2 separate regions of the Sus scrofa genome follow, and region 2 is linked to region 1. Evidence: chromatin contacts called from public HiChIP or PLAC-seq data. All regions are on one chromosome and are shown on one strand. Each heading gives the region's core, a stretch centred on a gene start, on an enhancer-like site or on the middle of the called end of the contact. The rest is flanking DNA. Distances are from core to core; before and after follow the strand shown. Region 1 holds the start of NUDT6 (nucleoside diphosphate-linked moiety X motif 6). Region 2 holds the start of BBS12 (Bardet-Biedl syndrome 12 protein).

Evidence for each region. HiChIP or PLAC-seq counts read pairs in DNA pulled down with a chosen protein or histone mark.
Region 2: a contact with region 1 is called in an H3K27ac HiChIP or PLAC-seq map of skeletal muscle. The contact joins the promoter of BBS12 here to the promoter of NUDT6 in region 1. A contact is called at or near these places in 1 of 5 promoter capture datasets (liver), 11 of 47 Hi-C or Micro-C datasets (brain, embryonic fibroblasts, fetal heart ventricle and 7 more) and 2 of 2 datasets of contacts at active chromatin or transcription factors (alveolar macrophages and skeletal muscle).

What each region holds. Positions count from the first base shown.
Region 1 is chr8:101,240,679-101,243,705 of Sscrofa11.1, reverse strand. It overlaps NUDT6 (nucleoside diphosphate-linked moiety X motif 6), which reads right to left and starts at 1,539. Exons shown (of 8, transcript XR_002346434.1): 1 at 1,510-1,539. It overlaps SPATA5 (spermatogenesis associated 5), which reads left to right and starts at 2,607. Exons shown (of 17, transcript NM_001177913.1): 1 at 2,607-2,751. The coding sequence starts at 2,607.
Region 2 is chr8:101,428,568-101,431,594 of Sscrofa11.1, reverse strand. BBS12 (Bardet-Biedl syndrome 12 protein) reads left to right here and starts at 1,569. Exons shown (of 5, transcript XR_002346426.1): 1 at 1,569-1,717. It overlaps LOC100622849 (centrin-4), which reads right to left and starts at 1,399. Exons shown (of 5, transcript XM_003361972.4): 1 at 1,250-1,399; 2 at 1-17. The coding sequence starts at 1,252.

The sequences.
Region 1 (3,027 bases), core at 290-2,789:
AGTAGAACCAAGGTTATTTCCTCACTTATGCAGATATATATGAAGCTCAACAACATATTACCTGTTCATTCATCTAACTTTACAGTTATCAATAACAGGAACAATAAAGCAACAGACTTCATGTGTAAAGGTACTTAACTCTTGCTAATACATTATATACAATCAGTCCAATTTACTCGAATAGATTTGGATTTAATGGGCTTTCTTCTCAGGTTATTTTAGTTTATTTTTATAGGCAATATGATTAGGTTTTGTTTGACTCAATGACAACTAGCAATGGCACTTAACGGTGCTGTAAGAACACATTCTAGAGCCAGGGAAGTTAATCTGTCTCAGTACCATCATCCCTGAAATGAGGATAATAGTACATACCACACAAGTTGTTATGAGAATTAAATGAATCTGTATTCATGAAGTTTTAAAAAGTGTCTAGCACTTAGTGCAATTGCATTAAAAAGTTACAAAAAGCATATGGTACTTCAAAGTTTATAAATTAGTTTCATGTAATTTATCTCTGATCACATCTATCCAGTAAAGTAATTAGAGCTAGCATTATTCACATAAGCAACCTAAGATAAAAATATTTTCAGTGGTGATTTGCCTAATGGCTGGCTAGCTGTGTGGCAGAATCTGGGACTTGAAACTTGGGTGTGGGACTCCAAACCCAACCCACTTTCTGCTTTACCTTCCTGAGATAGTGCTTTGATCACTTGTTTGGCCACTTACGAGTAACAAGTGTGTGCAATAAACACCTGTGTCTACCCACACATATGACACACATTAGAGGATGAACACCGATTTGATCTGCTGGAGTTAGCAACTGTCCCAAGTAGGAGAGAAAACAGGTGAAGAGATAAGTAGCTTGGAAATGAGGATGCTTAAAGATTAACTAGCTCTACTCTATTACCATAGATGCTCACTTGCCATATGCTGCACAGAATAAAGATTATTTGAAGTTTCCTCTTAGTGTGAGAGGATATTTTTCCATGGCTAAATATCCTTTCTCTGCTTTCAATTTGATTATGAAGACCCTCAAGGGCAGTTTGAAAAACAGGTTGCTCCACCAAATCGAGGGCTCTCAAAGTGAAGGTTCCTCTTCACAAGCTTTCTTTTTTTTAATCATTGAATTCAAGGTTCAAAGAGAATAAAGAGAATGGTGAGCTTTGTTCCTGAAGACTGAAACCATTCACCAATCTCCCCCGCTAATTATAAAGGGAGTGTTGCTTTCTAAGTAGAAGAAACTCTCTAGTTCTGGGCACCAGAGCTCCTGATCCCACTTGTGAACAAATACGACCACTCGGAGCCTCTTCGGCCCACTTACGGTCCACCACCTGTATCAGAAAACGCGATAGGGTGTTTTTTTGTTTGTTTTGCCTTGGGCAAAGTGCCGGGCAGAACCAAGTCTCAGTAAACGGCAGTAAATAATTATGAAATAATATTAACAAACGCGGAGCAGTAAGTACGCGGCAGCTATAACGCTAAGCACTTAATAAGCATTGTCCAACTTACCCCTTAACAATCCCATGAGTTCCTGTTACCTGGTTTTACAGATGAAAAAAAGGTGATTTACAAAACTTGCCCAAGATCACACACTAGAAAGAGGACCAGAAAGTAGGGCTGCAGACCTAAAGTTTGAGCTCGTCACCATTTCCCCAACAGCCTCGGAAACCTCCCAGCCAAGGGCACGAGAACGAAAGGCAGAAAACGGGTGCGGGTCACACACGCCCTCTCTCCTTCCCTCCAGAGCGACTCGGGAGTGGGAACCCCAGTTACTTGGTTAGAAAGGTCGGGAGCCCGGGGAGCCTTGATCCAAGCGCACTTGCCCTGCAAAGCTCTCTGGAAGGCGACGGTGTCCAGGCGGTCCAGAGCGTCTAGTTTCACCGAGACGCCCCCGAATCTGTCCAGCTCACCCCTCAGCTCGCCAGCTACGGAAGGGGGGTCCCGAGAGCAACCCAGGAAACTCGAGGCCCCACGGAGCCCTGCATAAAGCATTGCGTGGCGCACCCGAGCCAGCCCAGTGAACCAGCAGCGGCCGCTCCGCAGCGGCGGCATTTCCACGCAGGCTCTCGTGGCCTCAAGCCTCAGCTTCCAAATTACCCAGCGGGTTTGCCTTAGAACGAAGAATGCTACCGTAAGTTTTAGAAGAGTACCACCCACCCTATCTCAGGGTTGAGCAGGCATTACCGCTTTGCAGCTCTAGGTAGAGGAAACGGCAGTCCTGTTGACTGACTCCTCTCAGAAGTTTGCCTGGCTCCCGCCAAGCGGGGAGAAACTCCCACAGCTTTCCACCCTCCCGGAGTTACCCCCACCCATTTTAATATTAAAGGGACGTTTGTTCAGGGATGGAAAATGCGGTGGAGATAAGAAAAATTCCTGTTTTTCAGGAATTTACAATCTAAAGGACAGTTCTGTCCACCTACTCCTTGGCAGAAGTCAGAACCTCTTCAACGAAGGATCCTCGGTTCTCCCGCTCCTCCTGCGCTCCACTCCGGGGATTACGGCGCGGAACAGAGCCTCGCTGGCTTCTGCCCCGGAAGTTTTTCTCTCAGTGAAGCGCGCACGTTGAGCCGGCTTCACCGCTGCTTCTCTCAGGCAGCCTTGAGATCATGTCTTCCAAGAAGAACAGAAAACGCCTGAACCAAAGCACCGAGAATAGTTCGCCCTCGGCCTCCGCTGCTTCCTTTCCTGAGGGGGCCACAGCTTCAGCCGTGGCGGCCGGGACTTTGGTGGTGATCAACTTCCTAGAAAAGGGTAAAGAGTTCTGAGAGGGAGGTCCGAGGCCGAGGGGGTGCTGCCTGAGAGGACGAAAACCTAGCGGTTCTACCTTGAGGGGAAGAGGTTTTTAAAAAGTTGGTCGAGGCAGCGATATGAGCGCGGCACAGAAGTCCTAAAACACCTGAAGCTGCGCCTGCATTGGAAACGTGAGGCAGAAATGACTTAACCATGGCAAGTCAAGCTGCATTTTTTGAATTTCTAAGTTTCACTTGAAACAGCCTAGGCTTGTTTAAGATTAACGGCATATGTAAG
Region 2 (3,027 bases), core at 320-2,819, 190 kb before region 1:
GTGCGGTAGTTGGATGCCTGTAATAAATACACATGTGGGTGAAAGATAAACTGTGGAACTAGAAGATACCAGAACCAGAAGAATTAATGATGAACTAATTAAATATAATAAACATATTCAAGTATCCTATTCCCTACCATATAAAGACCTTCAAGAAGTTTCCCCCTTCCCTTTTCTAACATTGGTGCTTTTAGTTATTAATATCTTGCTGGAAAGCGTGGTTCTTTTTTTTACCCCGTAGGTTTTACCTTCAGATTCAGACAGTGCCTTCTGAGAGGGAGAAGAGGCAAAGAAGACATGCTAGAACAATAGATGTTATGTTGGAAAACTTGGCCTTACTTGGTATATCTGAAACGCAGTGTTTAAGGCATATTTACTTTCATCTATGCCTATATGTTTCATAAGATCTGTTTATTTTGTGAGATATGGTTGACATAATATCCTTTCCCGCTTTCTCTCATACTTTTCTATATTGCAGAGATTGAGAAATGAAAAAAATACATTTTCCAGGTGAAAAATTACTCCAGGGATCTGGTTAAGAATAAATATTAGACCAATTTACAGTATCCAGGGAAGATGGAGGTCATCTTCCCGCTATTTGCCATTTTCTGCTGGCAAGCAAGGTCATAGAATTAGTCTTGGAATTCTTCTGAGGCCTCATCTCAGCATCTTGTCTCCAGCTCTGGGGTTGAGAAGTAGTGGCGACAGGGACTCCACGTTCCTGTGTGTCCAGACGCCAGCCTCACGGGTGTTAAGAGTTGGCTGTGGGGGCGGCAGATTCTTCATCTCTGGACTTTCAGATACACTGGTGCGGTCCGCAACGCCATAGTTCCAGGCACAGAGGTCTTGGCCCGCCCCCGTCAGGTTTTCACAGTTCTGTATGTCTGTCCTAGAGGCCCAGGCCCTCCAACAGTTTTCAAGCATCTTACCCTCCATTTCTGGGTGAAGAGTGGTTTCTCTTTCCAACACCGAACTCTAAGTAGACCGTTGGTATTAGCAGTTGATGGGGTTGAGGAGGGAAAAAATGAGCTGGAAAACAGTTTTTCTGGCCCTAGAGCCACGAACAGTGCGCCTCTATTCAGCGACAAGAGGAGGGTAGTAATATACTCGAGGGTCATGATGAAAAGGCGAGTAATACATTTCATAAACTAAAATCAACTCTATTTCCATTTTAAAAATAAATTGCTTTCTTGCTCCGAGGATAAACTTCATCCCCAGCCCTAGTAAGGTGTTACAGCCCCGCACTCACCATGTCCCCAACCGCCGCCCTCAGGGGACCTCCCGGCTTCACCCGCCTGCTGCGCAACCCAGCTCAAGCAGTAGCCTTCACAGCCAGCCAGCCGTTGCTATGGCAGCCTTCGCAGACCTCGCATTCAGCCCTGCCCGCTTAGGCTTGCCCCACTGATTGACAGTCGTTCCATCCAATGGTCAGAAAAGAAGCCCTTAAGGCCGGCCCCCCTCTCTCTAGTCTTTACCAATAGCTTAACGCTCTTCCGTTCCCAGCCTACTGTTAAGCGGAAATTTTCCCTCTGGTTTCTTAGCGACCAAGCCCACTGGCCCGCCCCACTCGCCCCGCCTTGCGCTTGCGCAAAATCCTGGCCTGGGAAGGAGGAGCTTTGGCCACAGTTGCTTGGGCGTCCTAGCGCCAGACAGAGCTTCCTCTGGTGTTGAGGAGACGGGGACTGGAGCGTCCCATAGGGATGGAGAAAAGAGCGAGGTTAGTAGCGAGGTGCTTCCACCAACTTCTAAGTCTTGAATGGAGACATTAGGAGACCTTGTTTGCTTTTCTGACCTCTTAGGGCCGGGGGGAAGAATGAGACTTTGGGACCTGTGGGCTTAGTGAATTGGTACAGCTTTGGTTTACCTTCCGGCTGGATTACCAGAGGCGGAGGAGACTGCCCTTTCCTTGCCCCGCTGGACATCCCTCAGGCTCCACAATTCCTGGGGCTTGGCCTTTAGCCAGTTAGCTCCTCCGTGGTTCGCCGGGATTCTAGCAGGGTAGGCAGCATTTATTTATAGGAGGGGGCGTGGGGCGGCGCTGTGATCAGAAGGCAGTGGGCTTGGGGGCAGGACCCGTCTTGGAATGCACATGAAGTCTCCCTGCATAGGAAGGAGTTTTTACCGTGTTGTAGCGTTTATTTGCGGGGTTGGACTTTGGAGCCACCCATAATCACTATCAGTCTTTTCTAACCCCCAGCCATTCCATTGCCTTGATCCCAAAATTTGGTCCGTTTCTCAACCATATCCAGCATAGATCCGAACTGTAGTAGCCTCATAATCCAGTAGAGATTTAGATGCGCATTTAACTGCTGCAAATCAGAGCAAATTCTTGTCTAGAGGGCCAGACTTGCTGGTTCTGCCCAGTGGTGCATCTGGTCAGGGACCAACTAAAGGATCAGGGAGAAGGACTGGGATAGCAAGAATGAAGAGGTAATAGTCTCTAATGCTTAGTTGCTTAAATATCAGGACTTTTTTTTTTTAATGCCTCTTATGGTGCCTTCTCTAGAGTAAGTGCTTAGTTTTCGAAACAAATATTATACTGTGTTCTCCAACAATGGATTCAGGAAGAACATTAATTTTTGCCTAGTCTTTTCCCTCTCTCCCACTTATCTCCTTGAAGGTAAGGCAGGAAAAAATGTGCAGAGTACATTCTTGAAGAAGTGTCCCAAATCACTTTTCTTCCTTTAGTAAGTAGAAACATGGCACATTTTTCAAAACCATCATGCTTTCTGGTTCACATTATATCCCAGGGAGACACCCAAGCATTGCAAACATTGATTAAAACAAAAACAAAACAGGAGTTCCTGTTGTCGCACAGCGGAAATGAATCTGACTAGGAATCATGAGGTTGTGGGTTTCATCCCTGGCCTCGATCAGTGGGTTAAGGATCCAGCATTGCTGTGAACTGTGGTGTATGTCGCAGATGCGGCTCAGATCTGGTGTTGCTTTGGCTGTAGTGTAGGCTGGCAGGTGTAGCTTAAATTCCACCCCTGGCCTGGGAACCTCCATATGCTATGGGTGCGGCCC